2 separate regions of the Salmo salar genome follow, and region 2 is linked to region 1. A link is a contact called in public Hi-C data. All regions are on one chromosome and are shown on one strand. Each heading gives the region's core, a stretch centred on a gene start, on an enhancer-like site or on the middle of the called end of the contact. The rest is flanking DNA. Distances are from core to core; before and after follow the strand shown.

What was found. Hi-C and Micro-C count contacts between places; a contact is called where the count stands out from the background.
Region 2: a contact with region 1 is called in a Hi-C map of muscle, with 5 times the contacts expected there. The contact joins the promoter of LOC106567909 here to the promoter of get1 in region 1. A contact is called at or near these places in 2 of 3 Hi-C or Micro-C datasets (blood and muscle).

The regions. Positions count from the first base shown.
Region 1 is chrssa13:81,453,304-81,456,320 of Ssal_v3.1, forward strand. It overlaps get1 (guided entry of tail-anchored proteins factor 1), which reads right to left and starts at 1,294. Exons shown (of 5, transcript XM_014137805.2): 1 at 911-1,294. The coding sequence starts at 1,000. It overlaps LOC106567917 (non-histone chromosomal protein HMG-14), which reads left to right and starts at 1,412. Exons shown (of 6, transcript XM_014137806.2): 1 at 1,412-1,657. The coding sequence starts at 1,640.
Region 2 is chrssa13:81,586,374-81,589,396 of Ssal_v3.1, forward strand. It overlaps LOC106567909 (glucose-6-phosphate exchanger SLC37A4), which reads right to left and starts at 1,612. Exons shown (of 10, transcript XM_014137793.2): 1 at 1,502-1,612; 2 at 1-515.

The DNA of each region.
Region 1 (3,017 bases), core at 44-2,543:
TTGTTATGTATTTATATTGGTAAAACCAAAGTCAAACGTATTGTATAATTGAATAATGAATGCATACATGGCTGTCTCAGAAAAACTTTGAAGTAAAACAATTCTAACGCAATGATTTCATGCATTTCGCTACACCCGCAATAACATCTGCAAAATATGTGTACGTGACCAATACAAGTTGATTTGATATTGAGCTCAATAGATGCCCAATAATTGAACAGAGCAGTAGCTGAATTTATCTGTCTGGATCAAGCGCCATTCGATTACTTTAGCTAATATGCATTCTTGTTTTGTTGTCAAGGTATCGAGTGTCAAGTATATATTAAACTTGAAGTCAAAATGCTGGTATCGTGACAACACTATCTGCTGCTGTGGCCTACTATGTGGCCAACACGGAATTTGGTGTTTATGAATCTGACAAGATTTTACATTAGTTTAAATGTTGATTATGGAGAGAAAAAAAAGGTCATTTGAGTCAATATCACTTTGTCATAGCACTAAACCCATGAGATATGCACAGCTAACGTTAGACTCCATTATACACGTGATGTTACTTTCCAGATTTCAAACTCAAATTTACTACCTACCCAAATCTGGCATTTACCGTTGTATCGCGGAAATGTCATAGACTGAAAACGCCTATGGTGCTAAAATGAGCAAGGGATGATCAAGTCAAATAAATTTCAAAGCGCAGATTACATCGTTTTGGTGAGGGAGATGTACAGTCACAACCAGCCATTAACTGCCGGCGGGTCTTTGTCAATCCCTCACAGTAGAACGAACATAATGTCTCTGTGCTAAAATGTTACAGATAAACATGCCGGAGCAACTTAAAAGTTTGAGCACACATTTACCGGTACAACTGGGCTACAATTTCTACACAATGTTACCACATGAATGGCATACTCACATAGGAGGAAATTGAAGGTAACAACATTTTGACGAAGTTGCACAAGACCACAGACCCTAACACCAGCAACCAGACGTACACAGTCGCCATTTTCCTTTGATTATTTACAATAGCCGTCGCTAGGGAAGCACACCCCCTTGTCTTTCTACCCGGTGTAGATCATTTTTTTACTAAATATTTTGTATTTTTGCCTAGTGACGTTGGCCTGTTTTATTTATTTCCCCCCAAAATCCAACGTGTATCAAAATACTGCATTGTTACTTTGTATTCTGATAATATGGGGTATTGTGTGTATGGAATCTCTCCATATGTGGAGCTTAACGTTTTAACCAACATTTTGCCATAAAGGGTATGAGAAAAACAATATGAGGAATGTGTGTCGTGGTTTCCCAACCCTCGTCGAAAGGCAAATAAATATAGATCTGATTGGCATGTAAAGATATCCACACAGGTATCTCGCTATGATTTGAAAATGTGTTGACGACTCCTAAAGCCAATCAACGGCCAGGGGCGGAGAGTGTCTTGTCCGTCAGGTTAGCGCTGTAATGAATTGAATAAGGGGGGTGGAATCCAATCCGGTTTGAGCTAGTTTTGTTCCAATGGAACATTAACGTCTCGCTACGCTGTAATAGAACGTACTGTTTGAATCTTATACCGAACAGTATTTTTCTTGCTCCGTTTTGGAACATTGCCCTCTTTTTTTTCTTTTAACAAATACGCAAAACAGCCATGCCTAAAAGGAGCAAAGTAAGTACAATATTTTTGTATTGATTGTCATTTGATAGATAAAAACATAATTGCATGAAATGCATTTCTTTTTGCACGTACAATTGTTGAAATGTAGCCGCAAATGCAAGTTGTTTTGGTCCACTTCGCTGCAACATTGTTACACTGCTGTTGTGTGCAGTCAGGAGTTTTAAAATGTATCACTCTTGTTTTGATTTGCGAAGTGGCGGGTTTTCTTCGTCTTATCTTTTTTACGCTGTCATTTTACTCTTCGGAAATTAAGACTGGTTAAATACTTGGTACTTTATATTTACCTTATCCAGTCTTGTAAATTGGAGTGGATTTGGCACTTAAAAAAAAAAATAATAATAATTTCCCCCCCCCCCCCCCCAATGGTGGTTGTTTAAATGACATTTACTTAAAGCCAGACAAAGAGGTGTAGGGGGTTAGCTATGTCGTGAGATGGCCATTCGGCAGAAATAAAGTTGGTGACATCAATCTTTTTTTTTAGGCAAATAGGACTACACTTATTGTATAATACCATTGAATTTTAATTGCATTCCGTGTATCCTTTTGACAGTGCAATATCATTCAAATAACTTAATTTGTTGGGATATATGTCCAACGCTCGGTGGGCGGTATGGTATGCACATGCAGAAGACTGCTTCTAGGGTTCTTCAAAAAGGGCACAAAGTCGTGTGTCATGGCTGCCCTTGTGAGGAAGACAAACATTTACGACGTTTCTTGCTTTGTAATATCAAAATTCATAGTTACAACGTAATCTGCTTATGTTCACGCATGCCATTCGGCATCGTGTAGAATGTTTGCTTGTGTGGTTTGATTTTATTTTCGTGTGCCCTTCATTTTGTTGGCTCGAGACAATTCTGAGTTATGCAATGGCGATTCGTCGACATCACAGCGCCGCTCTTGTTGCTGGGGATTTTAGTAGATTCTGTAACCATTGAGAGTCGCTGAGGATCTCGGAGAGTTCGAAATTCGAATGAATGGCGGGAACGCAAAGTAGACGGGCTGGTCTGCGAAGAGGACAGTCATGTTGCTTGGCAAATGTCCATTTATCACGAATGAATGCGCTGGGAGGAGGAGTCGGTATTCCCCTCTGTAGTGAGCACAAGCAGCATGGAGAAAATGTCAACTGCATACTCCTCGCGTCCGGTCTCCTTCTCAAAACCCATTGGAGGAAAAGGTCAGAAGGGCTTTTTCCATCCAATGGTGTTTAAGGAGACATGGGGCACGCAATTGAGTTCTTACCAAGGTAATAATCATTGACAAGTCAATTGGTACATTACTTAAATGACTGAAGCAAGTTGACATGTACTGTATTTGTATTAGGTAGTTTATGGATGATGTAAGTGGAACAAAC
Region 2 (3,023 bases), core at 362-2,861, 130 kb after region 1:
CAGACCAATCTCTTGGAGCAAAAATGTAACGGTTGTAAATTGTTAATTTCCCAGGTAAAAAAATAAGAATAATACTTCAGATTTGCTCTCTCCAAATGATGCAAATCACTGTTCACATTGCGTGATGCCGTTACCAGTGTATGGGGTTACTGGCCAACTTTCCTTTGGGTAGAGATACCACGCGCATGTTCACAGAGCGAAAATTGAGATGTGGCACTGGGTTGATAACACTGATTCAATCTTGCCCAGGTGGATGGACTTTACAGAAAAGCAGCTATCACCCTGTTACTCTCTGACATAGCTGGTGCTTCTACTGTACTACACATTTAGGACTGTCCCTTCTCTTCCAGTCTGCCTCTAGGAACTTCCAGGCTATTATTTCTCCTGTATGTGGATGTTGCTGTCTGTTCTCTGTCCCAGCTGTCGTTCTTTCTGAGGGGTGGAAATTCCACAGCAGGCCCAGTCTCTGTGGAGGTCCAGGTAATATCAGAAGACGGGACCCTCACACACAATGCCTAGAAACACAAACCAATACTTCAGAATACACATAGATCAATAATCAACAATTGATTAATCTATGATACGTCAATGAACAATTAACATTTTTGTTTCCACAATACAAAATCAGGCCAGCCAATGCATGATTCATAATGCAATTATGACAAAAGGAACAATGGCAGGAATAAAGCCAATTTTTAAGATCCTCTCTGGTCAGCTAATCCCCAGTGGGCTACTGTATAATGTTGGGTGATTTAAAGTCTGGGGTGCCGCTTTAATCTCATATCAGACAAACTCTTGAACTTTGACATTGACCACCACCACCACACATTGCCAAAACATTTCATTGAATCACTCCAGCACTACAATCTAACTTAGATTTTGAGCAACATGTAGACTGTTGAGACCCATGATAGACTATTTAATGCTTTAAAACTCATAAATGTATCAAAAGGCAGTGGAGGCTGCTGCAAGGACAGCTCATAATAATGGCTAGAATGGAGCAAATGGAATGGCATCAAACAAATGGAAACCATGTGTTTGATGCATTTGATACCATTCCACTACCTGCTCCAGCCATTACCATGAGCCTGTCTTCCCCAATTAAGGTGCCACCAACTAGCTGCGGTCAAAAGAAAAATAACATTTGAAAAGATAATTATTCTGCATAGTTTGCGTGCAAAGAATAGTTGATTCTAAAATACTGAAGCAAACTCTCTTTTCTGTTATTAATACACCAGGGTCAAGTTTGATATATTGTAGTAGCTAGGAAATAAGCATAGAAAACTCAATACCAAAACAACACATCCTCAATCATAGCCTTGGAAAAGTGACTGGAGAGCACAGAAATTAACGCATCCACTCTCTAGCAAACGCCAACTTCAATGTAGGCCTACATTAGTTCTGACGTTATACTTCATTGAAACACTGTTGCATGACCCCCGTGGACAACATCTTGATAGTTACAGTCTATCTACATAACAATTAAGGAAATGTTTGGTACCTTGTTTCGACAGGCTCCCTCTCGCTGCTGAGGCTAACATACCCACTGAAACAGGAACTGCTGTCTTGCTCTGTGCTCTCATTGGGCAATTGAGCTGACATTCATGGTAGGAGGCGTTCCTACCGGATCGTTTGCTGCTATACGTAGGTTCAAGGTTGAAGAAACGAACCGACTGCAAAATGTAATCCTTTGAATCTGCACTGTCTGGCAACACGCAGGGGCTTAGAAAAGGTTTACATTATATCCAAAAGAGCTACTACCAAAAATCGCATGCTCACATTTTATTAAACCATTTTTTCACAGTTTATTAAACATGTCATGATGGCATTCTGGAAGATTTATATTCTATAGTATTCCATTATATTTTATCGTATTCTATTTTCTTTCAATAATAAAATGAAACAACCATATTTTTAACATTATGCTTTACTCCCACAAAGGTTGGTACATGTCAGCCAATCAATATACGTTTGAATCATGATCTAAATACGACTGAGGACATCTAGTGGTCAAAGGACAACACCTTGAAAGACGCGCTCCAGCTAATGTTGAATTTATCCTGTTGAAAAACAATATCCCATGTATAATAAATACAGTAATGTAGGCCTACACACACTTAAGGTTAAAAATATATGTTTTGAGCAAAATAGTGTCTTTTTAGACATAACTGCAAAGTTCAAGGAGTAGGCCATTCAAGGATGTGGTATGATGGTGCCCTCTGATGTCATCAGCCTCCACACTCACTGGTGGGAACAATAGAGAAGCAATAGAGACACCATGTCATCATGAGGATAACTGGACCACCTATTGAGATGTGCCTTTTGTAAATCAGGTGATAAATGAAGTTAAAAGGAGACTGGAGTAGGACTATTTGACAAGAGGCCAGAATTGATTTAGAAAGTTTCAATTGTATCAGAAAACAAAAAGTCATACATTAAATTATTCATTTCTTATAGATCATCTCCTGGAGGGAAAACTCTTCATTTGCCCATCAGAAACCCAGAAGGCAAGAGAGCCAAGGGGCCTCTCTACCGTGTCTCTATCAAAACACTTCAAAACACAATTATTGTTTAACTGGCCCTGCTCTCCTCACACTATCCTCAGGCCTATAGCTGCTCTGTCCTGATCGGGAAAAACGAAGGGGACCGTGTCTGGCGTGCAAACTGCAAAATGATATTTAATTTCCAAACGGGTTAAAATTAGGTTAGGGAAGGGTTAGGCCCGGGTTAAGGGTTTGGTTAAATTTAGGAGTAAAATAATGAAGGATCAGTTTTAGAAATTAAATCAAATCAAATTGCATTAGTCACATGCGCCAAATACAACAGGTGTAGACCTTACAGTGAAATGCTTACATACGAGCCCCTAACCAACAATGCAGCCATTTGACTAGATGTTCAGGAGTCTTATGGCTTGGGGGTAGAAGCTGTTTAGAAGCCTCTTGAACCTAGACTTGGTTCTCCGGTACCGCTTGCCATGCGGTAGCAGAGAGAACAGTCTATGACTAGGGTGGCTGGAGTCTTTG